Linked DNA regions of Sus scrofa: all the other regions are linked to region 3. A link is a contact called in public HiChIP or PLAC-seq data. All regions are on one chromosome and are shown on one strand. Each heading gives the region's core, a stretch centred on a gene start, on an enhancer-like site or on the middle of the called end of the contact. The rest is flanking DNA. Distances are from core to core; before and after follow the strand shown.

Region 1 (3,938 bases), core at 970-3,469, 470 kb before region 3:
GGGTCCCCAGTCGGCTCGCTATGCTGCCCTGCACGGGCTCCCAAAATGCCACCGCCTCACGGCCGGGGTGTACAGCAGCTCCCAAGGCCGGACCGGGAACAAGGAGCGGGGAGCAGGGCCTCCGCAGTGGGCTCTCGACTCCCCGCCTCGCCGCACGCTCGCCCTTCACCCGGCTACTGGGGGCGTGCGGGCCGCTTTGCGTTCCTGGGTGCGCCCTCCCCACTAGCTCTTCGGAAACGGCCTGGCGCCGTGGCCTGGACGCCCTTCTGCCCTCCTGCCCCTCCGGGCGCTGCGGACCCCGGCCCAAAAGGGAGCCGCATCTGTATGCGCCCGGCGGCCGGCAGCGCCGAGGGGGCGGGCACCAACGCCGCCCCCGCCCCCGCCCCCGCCGCGCGGCCCGGGCTGGGCAGGGGAGGGTCGGAGGCTGGGCTCTCCTCTCCTGCGCGGCGCGGAGCCGCCTCGCTCCTCCGCAGGCGGAGCCTCCTTCCCCCGCCCCCTCCGTCTCGCTCCCTTGTTCTCAGCCGGGGCCGCTCAGACCTGCAGCGGAGCCGCGGCGCCCGCTCGGATCGGCTCGGGGCTGTGCCCCCCTGGGACCCGGCGGCTGGGGCCGGCGGAGACCGTCCCCGCCGGGCTGGGCCCCTCGGCACTGCCAGGTAAGGGCTTCTGCTCCGGAGCCCGCGGTCGGGAATTCGCGCAGGGGCAGCAGGGGGCCCGCAGCCTGCGGGTATCTTCAGAGCGGTGAGCGGTGCGCTCCGCGGCTGGGAGCCCACTGCCGGCTCCCTTCTCCCGCGCTCTCCAGCTTTCCCTTCTTCCCTCGCACCTCTCTCCCTCTTTTAACCATTTTCCTCTCCCTCGATCTCTCTTCACCCAGCCTTCTCTCTGCCTGTTTGCCTTCTCTGCCCCTTCCCTCTGTCTCCCCAACCCTTCTCTCTCCTTCTTACCCTGTCTTGCTCCATCTCCTCTTCCTCTTTGCTGTTTTCTTCCTCCACCTCTCTCTCCTTTCCCGTCTCTTCCTTTTCCCGCTCTCCTTTCCTTCCCCTGTTCCTTCTCTCTCCTCTCCCCTTCCCTTTCCCACTCTCCTATTTCCCACTCCTCTCTCCCTTTCCTTCTCCCTCCTCGTCCCGCCTCCCTCTCCGGTCGCCGGCTCGCCTCCGGCTTCCCTCTTCCCTCGGGAAGGAAAGGACTGTCAGGTGTGTGTCTGCTCTGGGGGAGGAGAGGCGCAGCCACAGCCACCTGGGGGGACCCCCTAGGAGGAGAGGGAGAAGACAGTGGTGGGAAGGGTCCTCTCTCTAGCTTCCATCCCACAGCCCCTCCTGGCTGCCCCCTCTCCCAGAATGAAGTTCTCCTCCAGGGTGGCCTGGTCTAACCCCCTCAGCTGAAGCTGCCCCTTCCTGTCCATCACACATACTGAAAGCCCCTCTGCCCTCTCAGCCACCCATTCTCTAGCCTGGTACCCATATGACTCCTCTCTGCTTTTCAGACACCCAGGCTGCCACCTTGGGTCTCTTTCCTTCTGTCTCTTGCTGCCATTCTGTCTCTGTCTCTGCAGCCAGTCCCTGAGTCTTGGTCTCAACCTCAATCACGCTGTGTCTCTAGCCTCTGGGTCTGCCTCTGCTCCCCCTCCCCGGTCTCCTGGCCTCTGCCACCCCTCTTCTTCCAGCTCTGGCCCCTACAATGCCTCATGAGTCCAGGTCTCCCTTCAAGGACTTCAGCTAGCAGTGTGTTAGGGTCAGTTTCTGGAGAGGCGGGGTTCTCTGTGGAGGAGGGACTTTCACAGGCTTTCAACCCTGTTTGAGGCTGCACTCCTTGTCCTCTCACCCTGACCCTAGGCACCCTCAGATCACACCTCCAGGAGTCCAGATCCCTTTATTTTAAGCCCTTTCCCTGGTAGCCCCCATTTCCTCCAGCCCCCAGCTGCATGCCCACCCTGGGAGAACAGGAGCCAGATTTGAGGTTCCCAGCCCTCCCAGCATACCCTCTCCTATTTTCTCCCCAAGCTTCTCTACTCACTTGACTGGCCGGAGATTTATCAGCTTGGAGGGCTGGAGGTGAATACAGGCAGAGCCTGGGTGGAGGGAAAGATCAGACTGCTTTCTGTCTTAGTCTGGTTTCTGGTCACTGGTGTTTCTGGTTCCTCGGAGGTCTGATCTTGAGCATCTAACTTTGGAGGGGGGAGGGTTAAGGGTTTCCTTGACCCTGAACAGCTACCTCTCCTGCAGGTGTGGATCCATGGGGTAGTCCCAAAGCATCTGCCCCTCTGCCCCAGGCAGCTCATGCCTTAACACCCAGGGGCAGTGAACAGAGCCCTGGCTGGTGCCCAAACATGTGGGGCCTGGTGAGGCTCCTGCTGGCCTGGCTGGGTGGCTGGGGCTGCATGGGGCGCCTGGCAGCCCCAGCCCGGGCTTGGGCAGGGTCCCGGGGAGGCCCAGGACCAGCACTGCTTCGGACCCGAAGGAGCTGGGTGTGGAACCAATTCTTTGTCATTGAGGAATATGCTGGACCAGAGCCCGTCCTTATTGGCAAGGTAAGGATCAAGCCTCCCATGTCTACCCTGACTCTCAAGGCTCTGCCCTGCAACTTCACTTCTGCAATGACCTTGGTCCCTCAGAACTCCCAACACTCCACCGAGGCCCAGACTTAGACTCTTTAACTTTCTGTCCCTGCGCTTGGAACCCGCTGCCATCTTTCCCTGACCCGTACAGCTGCACTCGGACGTGGACAGGGGTGAGGGCCGCACCAAGTACCTGCTGACGGGAGAGGGGGCAGGCACCGTATTTGTGATCGATGAGGCCACAGGCAATATCCATGTCACCAAGAGCCTGGACCGGGAGGAGAAGGCCCAGTATGTGCTACTGGCCCAAGCTGTGGACCGAGCCTCCAACCGCCCCCTGGAGCCCCCATCAGAGTTCATCATCAAGGTGCAAGACATTAATGACAATCCACCCATCTTTCCCCTCGGGCCATACCACGCCACAGTGCCCGAGATGTCCAACGTCGGTGAGTATCCCGAGTCCGGACATCGTGGATCCCACCTCCTAGAGCGCCCTCCCTCACCTCTCCCTCCCCCACCCCTTTCTGCCCCGGAAGCCACCTCCCTCAGTTCAGCCCCACTCATGTCTGGGTCCTGATCGTCTGCTGTTCTTCCCTACTTGGCTCTGCCCCTGCTGAGTGGGGTGCCGGGATCCCCCACAGGGACTTCAGTGATCCAGGTGACTGCTCATGATGCTGATGACCCCAGCTACGGGAACAGCGCCAAGCTGGTGTACACCGTGCTGGATGGACTACCTTTCTTCTCTGTGGACCCCCAGACTGGTGAGGCTAGAGCTCAGGAGCCGGGTGGGGCTGCCTTGGGACCAGGCACCCTCTGATCCATCATCTCTCCCTAGGAGTGGTGCGGACCGCCATCCCCAACATGGACCGTGAGACGCAGGAGGAGTTCTTGGTGGTGATTCAGGCCAAGGACATGGGTGGCCACATGGGGGGGCTGTCGGGCAGCACTACGGTGACGGTCACCCTCAGCGATGTCAACGACAACCCCCCCAAGTTCCCGCAGAGTAAGGGGCCAGTGCTGTCGCCTGAGCCATCTTTTAAGCACCCCACCCCTTGCAGCCTCTTGAGAAATCTGCCCTCCCACCCCTCCCGAGCCAGGCCTGGGAGAAGGACATGCCGGGAGAGGGAGGAGGGCTGGAGACCTCTCTAAGATCGTCTCCCTCCATCCTCCCCAAGGCCTGTACCAGTTCTCCGTGGTGGAGACCGCTGGGCCGGGCACCCTGGTGGGCCGGCTGCAGGCCCAGGACCCAGACCTGGGGGACAACGCCCTCATGGCATACAGCATCCTGGACGGGGAGGGGTCCGAGGCCTTCAGCATCAGCACAGACTCCCAGGGTCGAGATGGGCTCCTCACTGTCCGCAAGGTTAGCCTCCTGTCTCATGCCACA
Region 2 (3,772 bases), core at 150-2,649, 280 kb before region 3:
CACCTCCCCTTCGCTGGAAAGGGAAGTAGACACAGCAGATACAGAGAGGCCTGGGAAACCTACCAGACTGCGGGGAGACAGGGCCTGGGGGGAGGGACAGTGAGTGTGCGTGGGGGTCGCTCTGCTCAGTCTTCTCTCCTCTAGGGAGCCTAGCTCCTCTGAGATCTTCCCTTCCCTTCTCATCCCGCTGACCCAGCACCTGGCTGGCAGCCTTGGAGGGGTGGGCCCTGCTGGTGGCAGGAGCCCCGAGAAAGGAGGTGATGACAAGGGAGTCCGGGGCTCCCTCTCCAAATGTGTGGGGTGCAGTGGTGGGCAGAGTACAGCCTCTGCTCAGCGCTCGCCCCCGGTCCAGGCTCCTTAGCGCCGGCTTCCCTGGGTTCTGCCCAAACCTCTTCGCAGATTCCCCTTGGCTCCCTCCTGGCTGCTCTAACTCACATGTGCTGCTTTCGAATAAAGGAACTTGGAACCATAGAAACTGGGTCAGGCCCAATGGACAAAGCAGGGTAGGGCCAGCGAAAGCAGTGTTTGCAGGTCTCTCAGGAGCCCCAGGGCCCTCTGATCGCCCCTCGCCCCAGCCTGACCTGCTGGTTTGCTCAGTTGGGGCCCAGTGGGGTCCTGGGGCAGTTTCCCTGGGCTGGATCCCTCAGGCCTGAGGCTCGTCAGAAGCACGGGACCTTGCAGCCTCCACCCCGCAATTCTCTCTGCTTGGGAAGCCTCTTCTACCTCTTCCCCCTTTGTCTCTGGTCCTCCATTCCCATCTCTCCCCCTTGGCTTCAGAGAGCATCTTGTGATTCCAGAATCAGGGCCAAACAATTTCCTCGTGATGGGGAAACCACACTCCAGCCGCGGGAGCCCTAGGCTCCCCCTCTTCTCCCCTCTGGCGGTCCCCCCTCCCCATGCTCCTCCGCTGGCTCCAGCTGTGTTTTGCAGAACTCCCACTGGATAACATCTGTAATTGCCTCCAGATGTGGGCCACAAAAACACAAAGGGGCCATGAGCTCATCTTTGAGCTCCTTGCCACACGCACTGGCCCCACTGCCCCCAGATGCCCCTGAATTCTCAGGGTCCCCATCCTCTCCAGTGAGGGTGGCAGGGAGGTGGTGTCCAACTCCACTGAGACGCACAGGCTGTGCCAAACAGCTGTTGGCAGGAGAGGCACAGGAGGCCAGGCGTAGGGTCAGGGTTCCTGGCTGGCAGGAAGGTGGGGTACCCCTTCTGCCAAAGCAATCACACGAGTCAGCCCTGAATAGCAGCTGGACAGAACGCCTGGCTTAGGTGGGGCCAGGGCTCTTGGAGGCAGGCCCTGGAGGGGGCCTGGGCTGCAGCCCGGGGAGGGCTGGACTGAGGCAGGAAGGGAAGGAGGGAAGAAAGAGGGCTGCTCCCCTCCAGCTGAGCTGACTCAGCAGCTGAAGGATTCCTCCCTCCAGGCTGGTTTGGAGAAAGAGTGGGTCAACAGCCCAGGAACTGTGTCTGGGGCAGCAGTTTTGAAGGAAAGAGGAGACAAAGCCCTGTCATTCCGCCCTTCCAACCCAACCATCCTCACCTCTTCTGGGCCTCTGGGGGGAGACCCCTGTTTTGCCGCTCCTAACTGCCTATGGGGCAACCCCTTCTTTTCCTTTCTGTGGCTTCTGGCCCTGAAGAGGAGCTCTGGACCGGGGAGAGGCTGAGGTCCTGAGGGCCGGGGTGAAGGGCCTGTCCCCCAGCCTGAGGCTGACTGTGACAGGGAAATCCCCCAGCAGGCCGCATGAGGCCTGACGAAACCCAGGGTCTGCGGCTAAATCACACGACAGGGTCTCGCAATTTAGGAAGATTTTCCGAGCGGCCTCAGCTTGGCCACTTCCTCTTGCCTCTGAAGTCCTGGTCCTCAAAGGTAGCCTCTTAGGCCAGGTTGGGAGAGAGCAGCTAGCGGGCTCTGTGGACCACTCCCCTGGCCCCCCGGAGTGTGCCCGCCTCCCCAGCTCTGGGCCCTGCATCCCTTTTGTCCATCAAGAGTGAACAGATTCAAGGAGTTCCTGTCACGGCGCAGCAGTTAACGAATCTGTAATTCGTTGAGGTTGAGGGTTTGATCCCTGGCCTCGCTCAGTGGGTTAAGGATCCGGCGTTGCTGTGAGCTCTGGTGTAGGTTGCAGATGAGGTTCGGATCTGGTGTTGCTGTGGCTCTGGCATAGGCCAGAGGCTACAGCTCCAATTCGACCCCTAGCCTGGGAACCTCCATATGCCACGGGTGCAGCCCAAAAAAGGAAAGCAAAAAAAAAAAAAAAGAGTAAACATATTCCTTTATGAAAAATACCAAAAACCCACCTCACAGAAAACACTGCATGGCCCTCCTGCTTTCCATTCCCCTCGTAGCCACATCCCAAGGCACACAAATTGCAGCCACACAGAGAATGTGAAACACTGTTTATTCTTCGTGGAAAGGATGAACAAGGTCAAAAATGTCCTTAGAGGGCACTGACCCAGCCCCGCCCTGCAGGTTCCTGGGGTCGGATGCCTCTGCCCCCCACCCCCACCCCTCCCTATCCCCCTTGTTAACAAAAAGGAACGATTTGAAGGGAATTCATATATAATAATTATAATAAAAATATACATTAAACAAAACAAAAAACCCAAACAAGACAATTTAGCCGAATTGCCAGCACCGTTCACCTCATTCCTCCCACCCCCTGCCCCCGACCCCTGACATCCCTCTCCCTTCGCTGCCCCCCCCACCCCTGTCCCCAGGGTCTCTCACTCTCCCAAGTCTCCAGTACCATAACCACCTTCGGTGGCCGAAGGAGACTTCAAATGGGTGGGCTGGGTGGGAAGGGGGGCAGGACACCTGTAGGATGGGCTGAGCAGTAGGAGGATCGGGAAGGGAGGGGCTCACCTGACCGAAACGCCCCGGCGCCTGCCAGCCCCATCACGCAGCCTGGCTGATCCTCGGCTCCCTAACTAGGTGGTTGCTCTCACTTCGGTCCCCAGTCCCCAGTCCCAGGACGTGTGCCCTCGCTGCTCCTTTTTCTGGCTCCCTGCCTTCTCCTCCCTGCTGTCTGATAGAAGCAAAATGGCACCACACAGGAGCAGGTGTGCCTTTCTCGGGCCCTTCCTGAGAGCGCCCAGAAAACAAGCCCTCCTGGTACCACAGCCCACCCTGACGCCCTGCCTGCTGGCCTGGCCAGCCCGGCCCCTAGCCGTCCACTCCCGCCGCACCTCCCTGGTTCACTTTTTGGTCCTGTCCTGTTCCCTCTGACTGCTCTGCCCCTGGGTCCCTACCCCAGCTGCCTGTGTTTGAGCAAGGTTCTCTCCACGGCTTCCAGTCTCCCCCCCAGGGCTCCGGGCCAAGTCACCATCCTGGGCTCCACCCTGGGGAGCTGCACCCCCTGGCCTCAGCTCTTCCAACCTTGACGTCCCCATTGGAGGCTAACATTTGGGAGGGTAGGGCTGTCAAGAGTTTCTGCAGCCCCAGTTTAGTCCTTAATGGCTCAGGCTCCTTCCGAGGAAGTTCTCGGGGGCAGGTGGGGTAGAGGCAGATCTTTGTGGAGAGGACTGACCCTCTCTGAGCTTTCCTCCCAAGGTCTTAGTGCAGCCCCCACCCTGTCACTCCCCCAGAGTCTCCCGCACAAGGGGAATAGATTTCTTTTCGCCAGAAAGAGTGGTGGGAGGCTGTCAATTGGGAACACCTGGGGGCTTGTGGGGTGGGAGTGCCCAGAGCCTCCTGAGGTCAGAGTTCAGAGGTTAAAGGTGTGTCAGGGAATGGAAAAGGAGCAGGTGACCCCACTTGACCTTTACCAGC
Region 3 (4,039 bases), core at 69-2,568:
CATCCCCCCCCAAAAAAAACACCCCCAAAAAACAAAAACGAAAAAATTTCTGGAAGTTAGTGCTTTATAAGCTTTCTAAATCCAGAAAAACTCTTTAGGCTAAGTTGCAGCCCTCTAACCTCAAAAAAGGTTTTGGATCAGAGAGGTCAGAGTGGCTTAAGTGAAGTTGTACAGCTAATTAATTGTAGAGCTGGTGTGAGAACCTGCATCTGTAGTGCCGAGTCAGTTATGCCTTGGTGTGCTTGGAATTCAGATTTGAACTCTGAATTTTTATGTATAGCTCTGTAAAATGTTCAGTGAAAAATGTTTGTTTTATTCAGGTTGTTCTAGCCTGGCTTAAGTATGGTCCAGAATTTGGGAACCCCATAATTACCTTTGTCTTTGGGGGGCTAGAATTAAATGGAAGGATTTGAGGCCCTGTCTGTAGTATCACATGATATTTTTAGAAACCTCGAACAGCTCTTCTTACCTTTCTGCTTCTTTCTTTCAGGTTCACTCTGATTTCCCCTGGACAAGAGCTCTTAAGATGGCAGTTTGCTGGACACATGGATTTTCTTCAGATTTATGCTTACTACCACTCTGATTGTACAGAGCCCAGAAAAGTCCCGCGGCTTCTGACTCAGAATAACTTTGTAACTTCGTACTGGTCATTTATTAATACAGTCTTTGCCTGCCATTAAATGTAACCTTTTTGCCTTCCAGATTAAAGAATTCCATGCCACTCCTACCCCTGCCTCTGGCTCTGTTTTTTGTTTTTATTCTTTTTTGGGGTTAAAACCCTTTTTTTCCTTCAATCCTCTGGGCAGAGCTCTTTAGGAGTTGATAACTTGCAACTTTGAATCTACCTCCACGTTTTCAATAAGTGTATTTGCGGTTAATGACAAAGGCAGTGCTGACATCCCTGGGAAACGACAGCCCTTTGTCTTTTCCCTGGAGCTGGTAATCCTTTACTAATCCTTCAATCGTTGCAGGTGGTTCCGCTCTTGTGACACAATGCATTCCTGGAACTGCATCATTAAGCACTTTGTTAGAAATTTAACTCAGTGTGTGCTTCCCCATTTATATCTGTTTCAACATGATTTAGTGGTGAAAGTGAAATATGTATCTCTTAGACTGCATAGGAAGAGTGCAGAAAGTGGGGCTTGTGTGCATGCCTTCTTACAGGATACACTGCTGTCCAAACCAACTTCACAAGTGTTCTCTCATTTTGCTCTTACTGTTACCTTGGGGGCTCCGCTTCTCATTAGATAGGTGAAGAAGAGGAAGCTCCTCTTTGTAACTTGTTTAAGATCAGAGTCCATGATGTGCTTGGGTGGAACAATAGGTCTGCTGGCTGAAGTCTAGGCCTGGTTGATATGTGTCATGGTAGCACCCCTCCTTCTATCTTGGGTGCTATATATCAAAAATATGCTGTGTTGAGAAGTCCACTCTTTGAACTGAGCTGACTGCTGAGATGGTGAGTTGTGCTCTAGAGCTTTCCCAACTTGGCTGCACTTTAGAATTGCTTGGGGGTTTTAAAAATGAAACCTCAGTGCCCAGGGCACACCACAGATCAGTTGGGGGTAGCGTCTGTACCTTATAAAGGAGATTCTCATGTGCAGCCAAATCAGAGAAGCACTGCTCTGGATTCTTGCTCCTTAAATTACAGCCCATTGACCAGCAGTATTGACCACACTGGGAGCTTATTTGAAAAGGAGTCTCTCGAGCCCCACCCTAGGCCCTACTGAAGCAGAATCTTCAACACCGTCTACATGTGATTCCTGTGCATATTATAGTTTTAGAAGCACCCATCCAGAATGATGGTTCTCAGATTTTGGTGTATGTCACAACTACCTGGGAACTTAGTAAAAATGAGCTTGGCTTTCTGTGTTCATTAGCTCTCTGTGTAACTCTGATACACGCTGAAGTTTGAGACTCACTCTAGATCAGGAGTTGGCAAGCTTTTTCTTTTTTTTCTTTTTTCTTTTTTCTTTTTTTTTGCTTTTGAGGGCCGCACCTGCGGCATATGGAGGTTCCCAGGCTAGGGGTCTAATCCGAGCTGCAGCTGCTGGCCTACACCACAGTTACAGCAAGGCCAGATCCGAGCCACGTCTGCGACCTATACCACAACTCATGGCAATGCCGGATCCTTAACCCACTGAGTGAGTCCAGGGACTGAACCCGTGACCTCATGGTTCCTAGTCAGATTTGTTTCCCCTGTGCCATGATGGGAACTCCGGCAAGCTTTTTCTTAAATGAATGGCCTGGCAGTGTGGTCCAATAAAATTTTGTTTATAAAAATCACTGTCCTTGGACCATGGCTTGCCATTCCAAGGGATACTAGTTCACTAAAATTATGACTTAATTTAATATGCCTTAAAATTTTTATGTACAGATGTACTTCCTGATAAGGAGGCTTCTGAATTATTTTAGTCTGGATTGGTAAATAGGTATTTTAAATAAGAAAAGCATCTGAACTTTATTTTTTATTATTTATTTACTTATTTATTGTCTTTTGTCTTTTTTTTTTTTTTTTAGGGCCACACCTGCAGCATATGGAAGTTCCCAGGCTAGGGGTCAAATTGGAGCTGTAGCTGCCAGCCTACACCACAGCCACAGCAATGTGGGATCCTTAACCCACTGAACGATGGTAGGGATCGCACACATGTGCTCATGGTTGCTAATCAGGTTCATTAACTACTGAGCCATGGTGGGAACTTAGCACCTGAACTTTAAGATAAATTAGTTGAAAACTGGGAATAATAGTAATTTTATCAAGGAAGACATTACAGTTTTCAGAGGGTTGTTGTTTTTTTTTTGGCTGTGCTTGGTGCATGTGGAAATTCCTGAGCCAGGAATGGAACCCACACCACAGCAGTAACAACACCAGATCCTGAGCCATAGCAGTGACATCATTGGCTCCTTAACCCACTGAGCTACTATGGAACTCCTTCAGAGCTTTTAGTACACAGATTTTGTTTAATGTCTGCCAATGATCTTGAGATACATGAGGCAGATACTAAGCTCCCACTTATTGGGTTATTAGGTGATTTGTCCAAACCAGTGACCATCATTGGAAAACATTCATCTCTGGTATGTCTTCTCATCATTTGCTATAGGCAGTTTTTGGTATCTTCAGTTTAGATTTAGTTGAAAACTCATTACAACTCGTTTTTAGGCTTCTGTTCACTTGCTCAGTGGTTCTCTGTATGCAGAAGAGTTAGCTGCAAAACCATTCGAATTTGAAAAAATGCTTTACTCCACAGCCTGCTAATTGAGTTTCTGATTCTTAGGTCTTTTTTTTTTTTTTTTAGCTGAAATTAGTTAAACTCATGGTAGATGAGGGGGTACTGAACCAGGATGGGTAATCTTTTCATGTGACGCCTCTGATGGTCTCTGGATCTCTCCTTCTACCAGCTGGGGTGTGATGGTGCCTCCATGGGCCTTACACGTGGGTGCCTAGTGCTGCATGCTGAAAGAGTGGATTATGAGTACCATGGCACAGAGTAAGCTAAATCCTAGCCTAACTGTTGCCTCTAGCTCAGTGCCTTTATGGGGTGAGTTTATTTTTATTTTCTGTGCTCTTTTGTGGGGCCGGAAGCCATTTGCCACAAGCACTGTACATGGTCTGTTCCCTGCCATTCTTTGCAGTGACGGAAGCTCGGCCCTCAGCACCTCCTGCCCACACATTTCCTGCGCCCTATCGCATGGAAAGCATCTCTTGTGTTTTCTTCTTTTAGCAGCCAATACCTTTGGCCTCTTTGATCATATCCTTTTCATCTTAGGCTTCAAAACATTTTTGTTATGATAATTGAAAATGCTTGAGGAGGTCAGAGAGGCCTGCTCTCTGGTTTTAGAGGCTCAGCAAACCAGCGCTGGTGGTTGCCAGGGGCTGGGGAGCTTGCCTACGAACTCGGTGTGACCCTGTCCTCACATCTGGACTGGCAGCTCTGAACATTTAAAATTTGAGTGCTATGTAACTTTCTGATGATATTTAATTTAAAAAAATTGAATACAAAAAATAGATTTTTCCTGCATGAGAAAACACAGAACAGGATCT

Evidence for each region. HiChIP or PLAC-seq counts read pairs in DNA pulled down with a chosen protein or histone mark.
Region 1: a contact with region 3 is called in an H3K27ac HiChIP or PLAC-seq map of alveolar macrophages. The contact joins the promoter of CDH24 here to the enhancer-like site in region 3. A contact is called at or near these places in 2 of 5 promoter capture datasets (fetal liver and liver), 9 of 47 Hi-C or Micro-C datasets (alveolar macrophages, embryonic fibroblasts, epiblast stem cells and 6 more) and 2 of 2 datasets of contacts at active chromatin or transcription factors (alveolar macrophages and skeletal muscle).
Region 2: an H3K27ac HiChIP or PLAC-seq map of alveolar macrophages shows a contact between it and region 3. The contact joins two enhancer-like sites. A contact is called at or near these places in 21 of 47 Hi-C or Micro-C datasets (alveolar macrophages, blood, embryonic fibroblasts and 12 more) and 2 of 2 datasets of contacts at active chromatin or transcription factors (alveolar macrophages and skeletal muscle).

What each region holds. Positions count from the first base shown.
Region 1 is chr7:75,989,686-75,993,623 of Sscrofa11.1, forward strand. CDH24 (cadherin 24) reads left to right here and starts at 2,220. Exons shown (of 12, transcript NM_001243615.2): 1 at 2,220-2,524; 2 at 2,703-2,997; 3 at 3,193-3,312; 4 at 3,387-3,554; 5 at 3,727-3,914. The coding sequence starts at 2,324.
Region 2 is chr7:76,172,117-76,175,888 of Sscrofa11.1, forward strand. It overlaps MMP14 (matrix metallopeptidase 14 (membrane-inserted)), which reads right to left. Exons shown (of 10, transcript NM_214239.2): 10 at 2,386-3,772. Among named protein-coding and RNA genes, the nearest start is that of MMP14, 12 kb to the right of the region's middle. Within about 2 kb of position 1,400, at least 37 of the 83 cell types and tissues checked have an H3K27ac peak or open chromatin away from gene starts, as enhancers often do. A contact at or near this core is called in alveolar macrophages and retroperitoneal adipose tissue, where this site is marked.
Region 3 is chr7:76,456,678-76,460,716 of Sscrofa11.1, forward strand. It overlaps DAD1 (defender against cell death 1), which reads left to right. Exons shown (of 3, transcript NM_213944.1): 3 at 491-726. Among named protein-coding and RNA genes, the nearest start is that of DAD1, 27 kb to the left of the region's middle. Within about 2 kb of position 1,319, at least 19 of the 83 cell types and tissues checked have an H3K27ac peak or open chromatin away from gene starts, as enhancers often do. A contact at or near this core is called in alveolar macrophages, epiblast stem cells and retroperitoneal adipose tissue, where this site is marked.